2 separate regions of the Sus scrofa genome follow, and region 1 is linked to region 2. A link is a contact called in public Hi-C data. All regions are on one chromosome and are shown on one strand. Each heading gives the region's core, a stretch centred on a gene start, on an enhancer-like site or on the middle of the called end of the contact. The rest is flanking DNA. Distances are from core to core; before and after follow the strand shown. Region 1 holds the start of NFATC2IP (nuclear factor of activated T-cells 2 interacting protein). Region 2 holds the start of TUFM (elongation factor Tu, mitochondrial).

Region 1 (4,274 bases), core at 1,088-3,587, 85 kb after region 2:
GTTCCCAGTCCAGGGATTGAACCAGTGCCCCAGCAGTAACCAGAGCCCCAGTAGAGACAATGTCAGATCCTTAACCTGCTGAGCCACCAGGTAACTCCCCCATATCTTGTTTTCAAGATAAACAATAACTAGGCCTCCACTAAGAGGGCTTGACACCACTTTTAGTCACGTGTAGTTCATCCTAACTTTATCATGGTGATTGGCTTTTATCCAAGGGCAAAACAAACTTCTGATGACTTTTTGTTGGGAGGTGGTTTTGTGTATTTCAGCAGAGCCCCAGGAAGTTAAACTGCTTTTCCCCTGCTGGAGCTGGGAGATTGGGAGGTCTGATGCTCGAATTTCAAAGAGTTGGCTTCCGAACTTATTTACAAGTCAGAAACAGACTCACAGACATAGAAAACAAATTTATGGGGAAAGGGAGAGGGAAAGGATAAATTATGAGTTTGGGATTAGCAGAGACAAGCTACCACAGGAGTTCCCGTCGTGGCTCAGCAGTTGGCGAACCGGACTAGGATCCATGAGGATGCGGTTGGATCCCTGACCTCGCTCAGTGGGTGAAGGATCCCGAGTTGCCGTGAGTTGTGGTGTAGGTCGCAGACGCGGCTTGGACCCTGGGTTGCTGTGGCTGTGGCGTAGGCTGTGGCGTAGGCTGGCGGCTGCAGTTCTGATTGGACCCCTAGCCTGGGAACGTCCATATGCTGCAGAGGGTGTAGCCCTAAAAGACAAAAAGGCCAAAACGAACAAAAAACAACAAAACAAAACAAAACCAGAGACAAACTACAAGGTCCTCTGAACAGTGCAGGGACCGCTGCCCCAGTTTCCTCACCGGCTCTGCCTTGGTACACACTTGGTCCCTACAATCGCATCTATCAAGGAAAATAATATGAAAAAGAAAATATACATAAAACTGAATCACTTTGCTGTACACCAGAAAATAATACAACATTCAAAATCTACTATACTTCAATTAAAAAAAAAAATGGCTCCCAGGTCCTGGAGTTCTGAGACTGGCAAGAGGCTTATTTAGCCATTATAGAGATAAACGTACATTTTGAAAAGGACACAGAAAGAAATTGTGAAAGTAAAGGGAGAAGGGGGAGATCACTTCCCTTATTGCATCTCTAAGTGTTTGTAAGTCGGGTTGTGCTTAGGTATATGTTGTAGGAAGGTGTTGCAAGAGTTTATGCTGGAGTTCCCGTCGTGGCGCAGTGGTTAACGAATCTGACTAGGAACCATGAGGTTGAGGGTTCGGTCCCTGCCCTTGCTCAGTGGGTTAACGATCCGGCGTTGCCGTGAGCTGTGGTGTAGGTTGCAGACACGGCTCGGATCCCGCGTTGCTGTGGCTCTGGCGCAGGCCGGTGGCTACAGCTCCAATTAGACCCCTAGCCTGGGAATCTCCATATGCCGCGGGAGCGGCCCAAGAAATAGCAACAACAACAAAAGACAAATAAATAAATAAATAAATAAAAGAGTTTATGCTCTGGGAGTTCCCGTCATGGAGCAGTGGTTAACGAACCCGACTAGGAACCATGAGGTTGCGGGTTCAATCCCTGGCCTCGCTCAGTGGGTTAAGGATCTGGCGTTGCCGTGAGCTGTGGTGTAGGTCACAGACGCGGCTCGGATCCCATGTTGCTGTGGCTCTGGCGCAGGCCGGTGGCTACAGCTCCGATTAGACCCCTAGCCTGGGAACCTCCATATGCCGCGGAAGCGGCCCTAGAAAAGGCAAAAAAGAAGACAAAAAAAAAAAGTTTATGCTCTGTTGACATTGCCCGTGAAAAGCGTCTGCCTAGATGTCGGGCGTGAGGGAGGGTATGTATGCGAAGTAATTCGCAGAGCTGCGTGATGTTGAAGTATTAGTACGTGAGGAGAGGCATGTGCTCAAGGTTGCGTTTAAGTAAAAATAGCCCACCAAGCGGTTGGGAGAAAGAATAATGGGAATACCCGCGGAGTCCGCGTTTTTCAAAAGGAATTCCCAGCCCGCCCCCATCCACTCTAGCCTGTGGGCTTTCGGACTACAATTCCCAAGATGCCTCGCTCCTCCACCAACCAGGAAAGGCTGCTCAGGACGAGAGACAGCCCGGCCAATGGGCCAGCCGGGCCGAATCGAAACCTGCGCTGATTGAACCGAGTCTGACTGGAATCTTTGGCGGCTTGGTTTCAGTGGTGAATGCATGATGGGCGGGTGTGCAGCGACCAGTGAAAAGGCGGAGGGGTGGATCCGGAGAGTGTGGGCGGGGAGAGGTGCTGACTAGCAGGCGGTTCGCCCAATGAAGGGCGGAAGCCCCTGGACGCGGTCGGGCGAGTCTACTAGAGGCGGGCGACTGCGGGAACCGAGTATGTACCATGGCGGAGCCACTGAGGAAACGGGGCCGGCGGTCCAGAGGCGGCGGTGTTGGCCGAGGGACTCGGGGGTCCCGGGGCGGCCGGGGCCGGCGACCTCAGTCCCAACGATCTCCAGCTCGACGCACCCTGGACCCAGAGCTTGTGGACTTGGTCAGCGACAGCGATGAGGATGTTTTGGAGGTCGCCACGGCGCGCGGCGCTGCGGACCCGGCCGAGGTCCCACTCCCCGAAACCCCGGTGCCGGCCGCGCCCCGGGACGACAGCGACAGCGACAGCGAAGGGGCGGACGCAGGGCCAGCTGGAGCCCCTCCGATCCTGATCAGGCGGCGGAGGCGGCTGTTGCTGGATCCGGGGGAGGCACCTGCGGTTCCAGTGTACTCCGAGAAGGTGCCGCCGGGTCCCCGGGAGGGTTAGCGCGGAAGAGTGGGTTCTTACAGTGCCGAGGGTAGGATTTTGGGGTTGGTCTTGGGGACTAAAGGGAAGCAGGGGCTAGGGCCTTGGAGGCAGAGAGATGCAGGGTTTCTGGGGTTTCTGCACATTGGGAAGGTAAAGGGATCTGGAGTGTGTCGAGAGTTTGGGAATCCCCGGGAGCTGGAACATCGCGGGTAAAGAGAGGCTAAGGCGCTGGGATCCCTGGTGCTTCAGAGAAGGGCTTTGAGGACCTGGGGCTGGGATATAGGGCATGTTGGATTTTAAGGCTGGGACCCATTGCTAAGGATCCAGGAGGATGAGGGCTGGAGTCTGTGGAAATTCACAGAGGACTGGGGATCCAGGAGGCTGGAGTCCCCACGTGGTAGGATGAGCAGGGGTGGGGTGGGGTGCTAGGATCTCCAAGGATTCTAAAGTAGCGGGATGGCTAGCACCCTCATAAAAAAAAGACCTCTAAACTTGCACCCTTAGAGTGCATTGGCCAAAGGGGTGTGGGAGTCAAGGTGTCCAATTTTGGATCCTGGGGAAGCTGAGCCTCCTGAATCTCCGGGGTAGGGTTGGGGTGTCTGCATCCTTAGGGAGGAAGTGGGAGCTGGAGGAGGCCTGAGTGTGGGGGAAGAGTGGGCCCCAGTTTTCGCCTTTAAGTGGGGGGAGGATTTGATCTATTGTTTCTTTGCAGGTGAAAAGCAGCCTCCACCTCATCCCAGATCACGTGTCCCTCCTGAAATTCTGTCCCCCAGAGACTGAGGAAGGTAAGGGAGGCCTTCCAGGGAGCGGCGCCCACCCTGGTCTCTCCAAGGAGACTTCCTGGAGTTTACATCTCTGCAGTTAGTTGTTTCCCAAGTCTCAGGGGAAGGACCTGGGAGAGGTGACTAGCCTCTCTGACTAGCACCCTAGCCAGAAAAAGCTGTTGTCCTGAAAGGAGCTGGATGGGGTGTTTTGTGTTTGTTTGTTTGTTTGTTTATGGCTGTACCCGAGGCATGTGGAAATGCCCAGGCCACGGATGAAAGACCAAACCCACATCGCACCTGCGACTAGAGCTGCTGCAGTTGGATTCTTAACCCACTGTGCCACTGCGGGAATTCCAGGAGCTGGATTGTTAACCAGAGGGCACCGAAAGTACTGTCAACACCCCCTTCCCCTGGCGTTCCCGTCGTGGCTCAGTGGAAACGAATTTGACTAGCATCCATGAGGACGCAGGTTTGATCCCTGGCCTCTCTCAGTGGGTTAAGGGTCTGGTGTTTCATGAGCTGTGGTGTATGTAGGTCACAGACGCGGCTCAGATCTGACATTGTTGTGGTTGTGGCGTAGGCCAGTGGCTACAGCTCTGATTCAACCCCTAGCCTGGGAACCTCCATATGCTGTGGGTGTGGCCCTAAAAAGACAAACAAACAAACAAACAAAAACCCTTCCCTCAACTCTTAACAGGCATAGGAGTGTGCAAATATACAAATTCCCCGGGTGCCATCTACAGAGATCCTGATGCTGTAATCCTGGAAGCA
Region 2 (4,506 bases), core at 38-2,537:
TGCCCCCAGCAGCTCTCTCACCTTAACGTAATCTGCGTGACCGGGGCAGTCTGTGTGGGCATAGTGGCGGTTGGCAGTGCTGTACTCCACGTGGGCCGCATTGATGGTGATCCCTCGGGCTCGCTCCTCTGGGGCGTTGTCGATCTCCTCGTACTTCTTAAACTTGGCCCCGCCTCCCTCGGCTAAAACTAACGGGAGGAGAGCACACCTCTCAGCTAAGGATCTGATCTGGAGGGAGAGGCAGGGCTCAGACCACACCTCTGGGCCCCTCCCACCCAAACGGGAGACAGCCTGGGAGAAAGCAAGCTTCCAAGACCTTCGTCTTCGACTCCTGGAACGGAAATAACTTCACCTTTTAGGGCGTCAAGGGTCAGCCCTGGGACGTCTCTAAGGTAACGCTTCTGCTTTACGGGGCACTCCTCCGGGCTGGAGGGAGGCTATTCGGGGTCCCCCCATTTATGCATCACAAAGTTCTTCATTTCGACGGGAAGTCTTGTCTCCCCAGTCTTGCAATCTACCGCCCACCCAAGGTGAGGCTCCTGGGGCCCATGCTAAACACCTCCAGCAGCGTTCCGGCGGGCCCCACCTCCCCGGCGCCACGTCCCGCCTGCAGAGCGGGCGCTGCCGAATGCCCGACCCCCCCGCCCCAAATCCGCTTACTTTTCGTGATGGCTGCGGTCAGTGTGGTCTTGCCGTGGTCCACATGGCCGATGGTACCCACGTTCACATGGGGCTTGTCGCGCACATAGGTCTTCTTGGCCTCCACGGCCAGGCCGCGGCACAAGAGGGGCAGTGCCGGGGCCTTCAGCGGCCGCAACAGACCCTGCAACAGTGATGTTGGGCCAGCGCCGAGACCTGCCGGGGCAGAAGCTTGGCGTCAGGGCGCGGGTCTGAGCCTGGCCGCTCCCGACGATCCCCGTGTACTCCCGGGCCGCCATCGCCCTCCCCGCCCCCTCACCGCTGAAGAGGGGCGTCGCGCGCAGCAGGGTGGCGGCCGCCATTGTGGTCTTACGAGCGCCGGGAACAGTGGGTACGGCGCACGGACCCCGGCGCGTGCACCAAGCAAAGGGCAATTGAGGCTGGAAGCGGCTTCCGGCGGAAGTGAGGGCCGAGAGGGCAAGTTTGGGCACTTCTAGCCCCGAGTCTCTATGACCCTCCCTGTCAACTTCCGGGCTCGGGACCGAAGACGTCCAGGAAGACGCTGGTGCCTCTGGGGTGGGGAAGGATGAAGAAAGTTTCCCAGACGCCCCTGGCCTTCGCGGGTTCAGGGGCCACGCAGTTCTCTCTGGTGGCGCCGGGGGGCGATGAGCGCCGCAAAGCACACCTGCGCCCCGGAGGCTCATGGGAGTTGTAGTTCCCAGGGCGACAGGCTGTGCGGGCACTTAGCGTGAGAGTTAGGGAGACCGAGGCTGGGTACGTAAGGACGGTCTCGACCCTCTTTGAGGCAGAGGCGGCGGCCCGGATGTGGCTGACCCAGGAACGTCCTGGCCCCGAACCCCGTGGAGTCCCACCCACTGCGCGTGTCTGGCGACTCATCTGGTGGCCAGATCTCGCAGCTGGAGGTAGGACCAGGCCCTGCAACTCTGAGGGGGAAGACGATCCTGGGAGTCTTTCGGGGTTGGGGCTCTAGTGTGATCCTTCTCTCCGCTGACTCTTTGTTTTCTCATCTATAAAATGGAAGTAGTAGTATCTGCTTCATGGACAGATCCTGGCGTCTGGGTCTGAAAGGAAGGGAGCTAGGTAGGAGGCGGGAACGGGGTCCAGAAGGCTCCAGGTCCCACGGTCTTTGACCCTCGCTCCTGGCTCGCAGCCTGCGGAGACAGTTTGCCGTCCACCCCTGTTGCCTCTCAGCAGCCCAGGGAGTAATTCCCTTGATCGTCGTCCCCCCCAGCCACCCAGTTTTATAGATGACCAGGTAAGGGACCAGCCTCTGGTGCCTTTGAGGGCAGCCTGAGCCTGTCTTGTTCCGGCTGTGTCCCTGGCACCTACCACTGGGCGGGGCACTCAGTGAGTGCTCAATAAATGTCTGTTGACTGAATGAATGAGTGCAAGGATAGCAAATGACCTTTAACTTTCACATCCATCATCTCATCACCTTGCAAGGATAATAGCAGCTGCTTAACCTTGATTAATGTTTCTGAAACTCATCAGATCCCAAGACTCAATTTACGGTGTCTGTTTCAAATAGATTCCTTAATTCCTCCTTGGAGATTATGATTCAGTAGTGTCTGGGCACAGACAAGAAAGCTATATTTATTCATAATACATATATACACCCTTCTTAGGCTTAGGGGAGGTTGGAAAATTCAGATCTAGAGCTTTTTTATGGATCAGGCACTGTGAAAATGCTTCATATTGGTTCACATTCAAAGTGCCAAATGTTATTCTGTGGGAATATTATTTCCTCTGTTTTACCAGTGAGAAAACTGGCATCAGGATGATTGAGGAACCCAGCCGAACTAAACTCCAAGAAAGTGTGCACTTAGCCAATGTACTATTCTGTAATTTAACTGTCATTTTTACAATGAGAAACATGCCAAGATGTTTGTCCTCCTGTCCTTCCAAACCCATCAGCTCTCCTTAAGAAGGGCTGGTACAGTATTAAAAGGGTTCCCAGCCCGTACCTCAGTCACTATGCTCCTGGGAATTTATCCTAAGACACTGTTGGCCACTACCAGGATGTGAGATTTTTAGGAATGGTACTTGAACTAATGCTTTCTATTCTAGTGCTATGTTGTTGTTGTTTTTAATTTTAATATTGTGTTTTTAGGGCCGCACTCACGGCACATGGAGGTTCCCAGGCTAGGGATTGAACTGGAGCTGCAGCTGCCGGTCTACAACGCAGGATCTGAACCACATCTTCAACCTACACCACAGCTCACGACAACGCTGGATCCTGAACCCACTGAGCAAGGCCAGTGATCGAACCTGCATCCTCATGGATGCTAGTCAGATACGTTTCCACTGAGCCATGACGGGAATTCCAGCGCCATGTTTATTTTAATGTGTATTAGTTTGAAGGAAAGACTGGTATGGCAAATAGCTTAAAAAAATGAATCAATTAGGAGTTCCCAAAAGAACCCGACTAGTATCCATGAGGATGCAAGTTTGAGCTCTGGCCTTCACTCAGTGGGTTAAGGATCCAGTGTTGCCATGGCTGTGGTGTAGGCCAGCAGTTGCAGCTCTGATTCAACCCCTAGCCTGGGAACTTTCATATGCTGCAGTTGTGGCCCTAAGAAGCAATAAAAAATTTTAAAAGATGCTCTTGAGGTATTCCCTGGTGGCATAGCAGTTTAGGATCTAGCATTGTCATTGCTGTGGCTCAGGTCACTGCCGTGGTTCGGGTTTGATCTCTGGTCCAGGAACTTCCACCCCCCCCCCAAAAAAAAGATGCTCTGGGAGTTGCTGTCGTAGCTCAGTGGTTAACGAATCTGACTAGCATCCATGAGGATGAGGTTTTATCCCTGGCCTTGCTCAGTGGGTTTGAGATCCAACATTGCCGGGAGCTGTGGTGTAGGTCACAGATACAGCTCAGATCCTGCGTTGCTGTGGCTCTGGTGTAGGCCTGCAGCACAGGTCCAATTTGACCCCTAGCCTGGGAACCTCCATATGCTGTGAGTGCTCCCCTAAAAAGTAAAAAAAAAAAAAAGATGCTTTTGAAACCAAATGACCTTCTGGGTCTCCCCAGCCATCCATGTTCGTTCTGCTCCATGACTGAGCTCCTGCTTAGCAGCCATTTTTCCATCTTCCTGTAGTTGGGGCCTCAGTTTTATTCAAGTGGCCCTTTTCCCAGTTCCACAATCAGTCCTGACAGGGAGAGTCCACTGCTGGTGCTCCCATTCTCCTTGCCAGGGGGTTTGTTTAGGGTTAAGTGTGTGGTTCCTTTGGGGCTTGTGATTGGTAAGAGGAGATCTGCCTTGAGAGGGCTTCCAGGAACGGATTCCTCACTGTGGAGCAGGAGACGCTGACAAGATGGCCCTCCTTCTAACTCTGCACTTGCTGGGTCTGGATGGGAAGCCTGGACCTACCGTGCCCATCATGCTCTCAGTCCAGAATGAAGCCAAAATCCACAAGAGGGCGAATCGAAAAGGATCTCAGAAGCCTGGTTTCCTTGCAGTGTGAAATGACAATTGCGGTGTGTGGGGTTTTTTGTTTGTTTTTTAGGGCCGCTCCCGCGGCATATGGAGTTTCCCAGGCTAATAAGAGCTACCGCTGCCGGCCTACACCACAGCTGCAGCAACACCAGATCCGAGCCGTGTCTGCAATCTACACCACAGCTCCTGGCAACTCGGGATCCTTAACCCACTGAGCGAGGCCAGGGATCGAACCCGAGTCCTCGCGATACTAGTCAGGTCATTAACCTCCGAAGCAGGACGGGAACTCTGACAAATGTCTTCATTGTTTAAGCCAGACTGTGTCAGACTTGTCTGTTGCTTACGGCCAAATACATCCTAACAGATAAATCTGTCTTACAGCACTCGGTACCCTGATATACTTCTTGGTTTC

The links. Hi-C and Micro-C count contacts between places; a contact is called where the count stands out from the background.
Region 1: a Hi-C map of skeletal muscle shows a contact between it and region 2, with 2.8 times the contacts expected there. The contact joins the promoter of NFATC2IP here to the promoter of TUFM in region 2. A contact is called at or near these places in 4 of 47 Hi-C or Micro-C datasets (heart right ventricle and skeletal muscle) and 2 of 2 datasets of contacts at active chromatin or transcription factors (alveolar macrophages and skeletal muscle).

Annotation. Positions count from the first base shown.
Region 1 is chr3:18,607,691-18,611,964 of Sscrofa11.1, forward strand. It overlaps NFATC2IP (nuclear factor of activated T-cells 2 interacting protein), which reads left to right and starts at 2,338. Exons shown (of 8, transcript NM_001244522.1): 1 at 2,338-2,730; 2 at 3,452-3,524. The coding sequence starts at 2,344.
Region 2 is chr3:18,523,418-18,527,923 of Sscrofa11.1, forward strand. TUFM (elongation factor Tu, mitochondrial) reads right to left here and starts at 1,288. Exons shown (of 10, transcript XM_003124515.4): 1 at 959-1,288; 2 at 661-855; 3 at 22-188. The coding sequence starts at 1,001.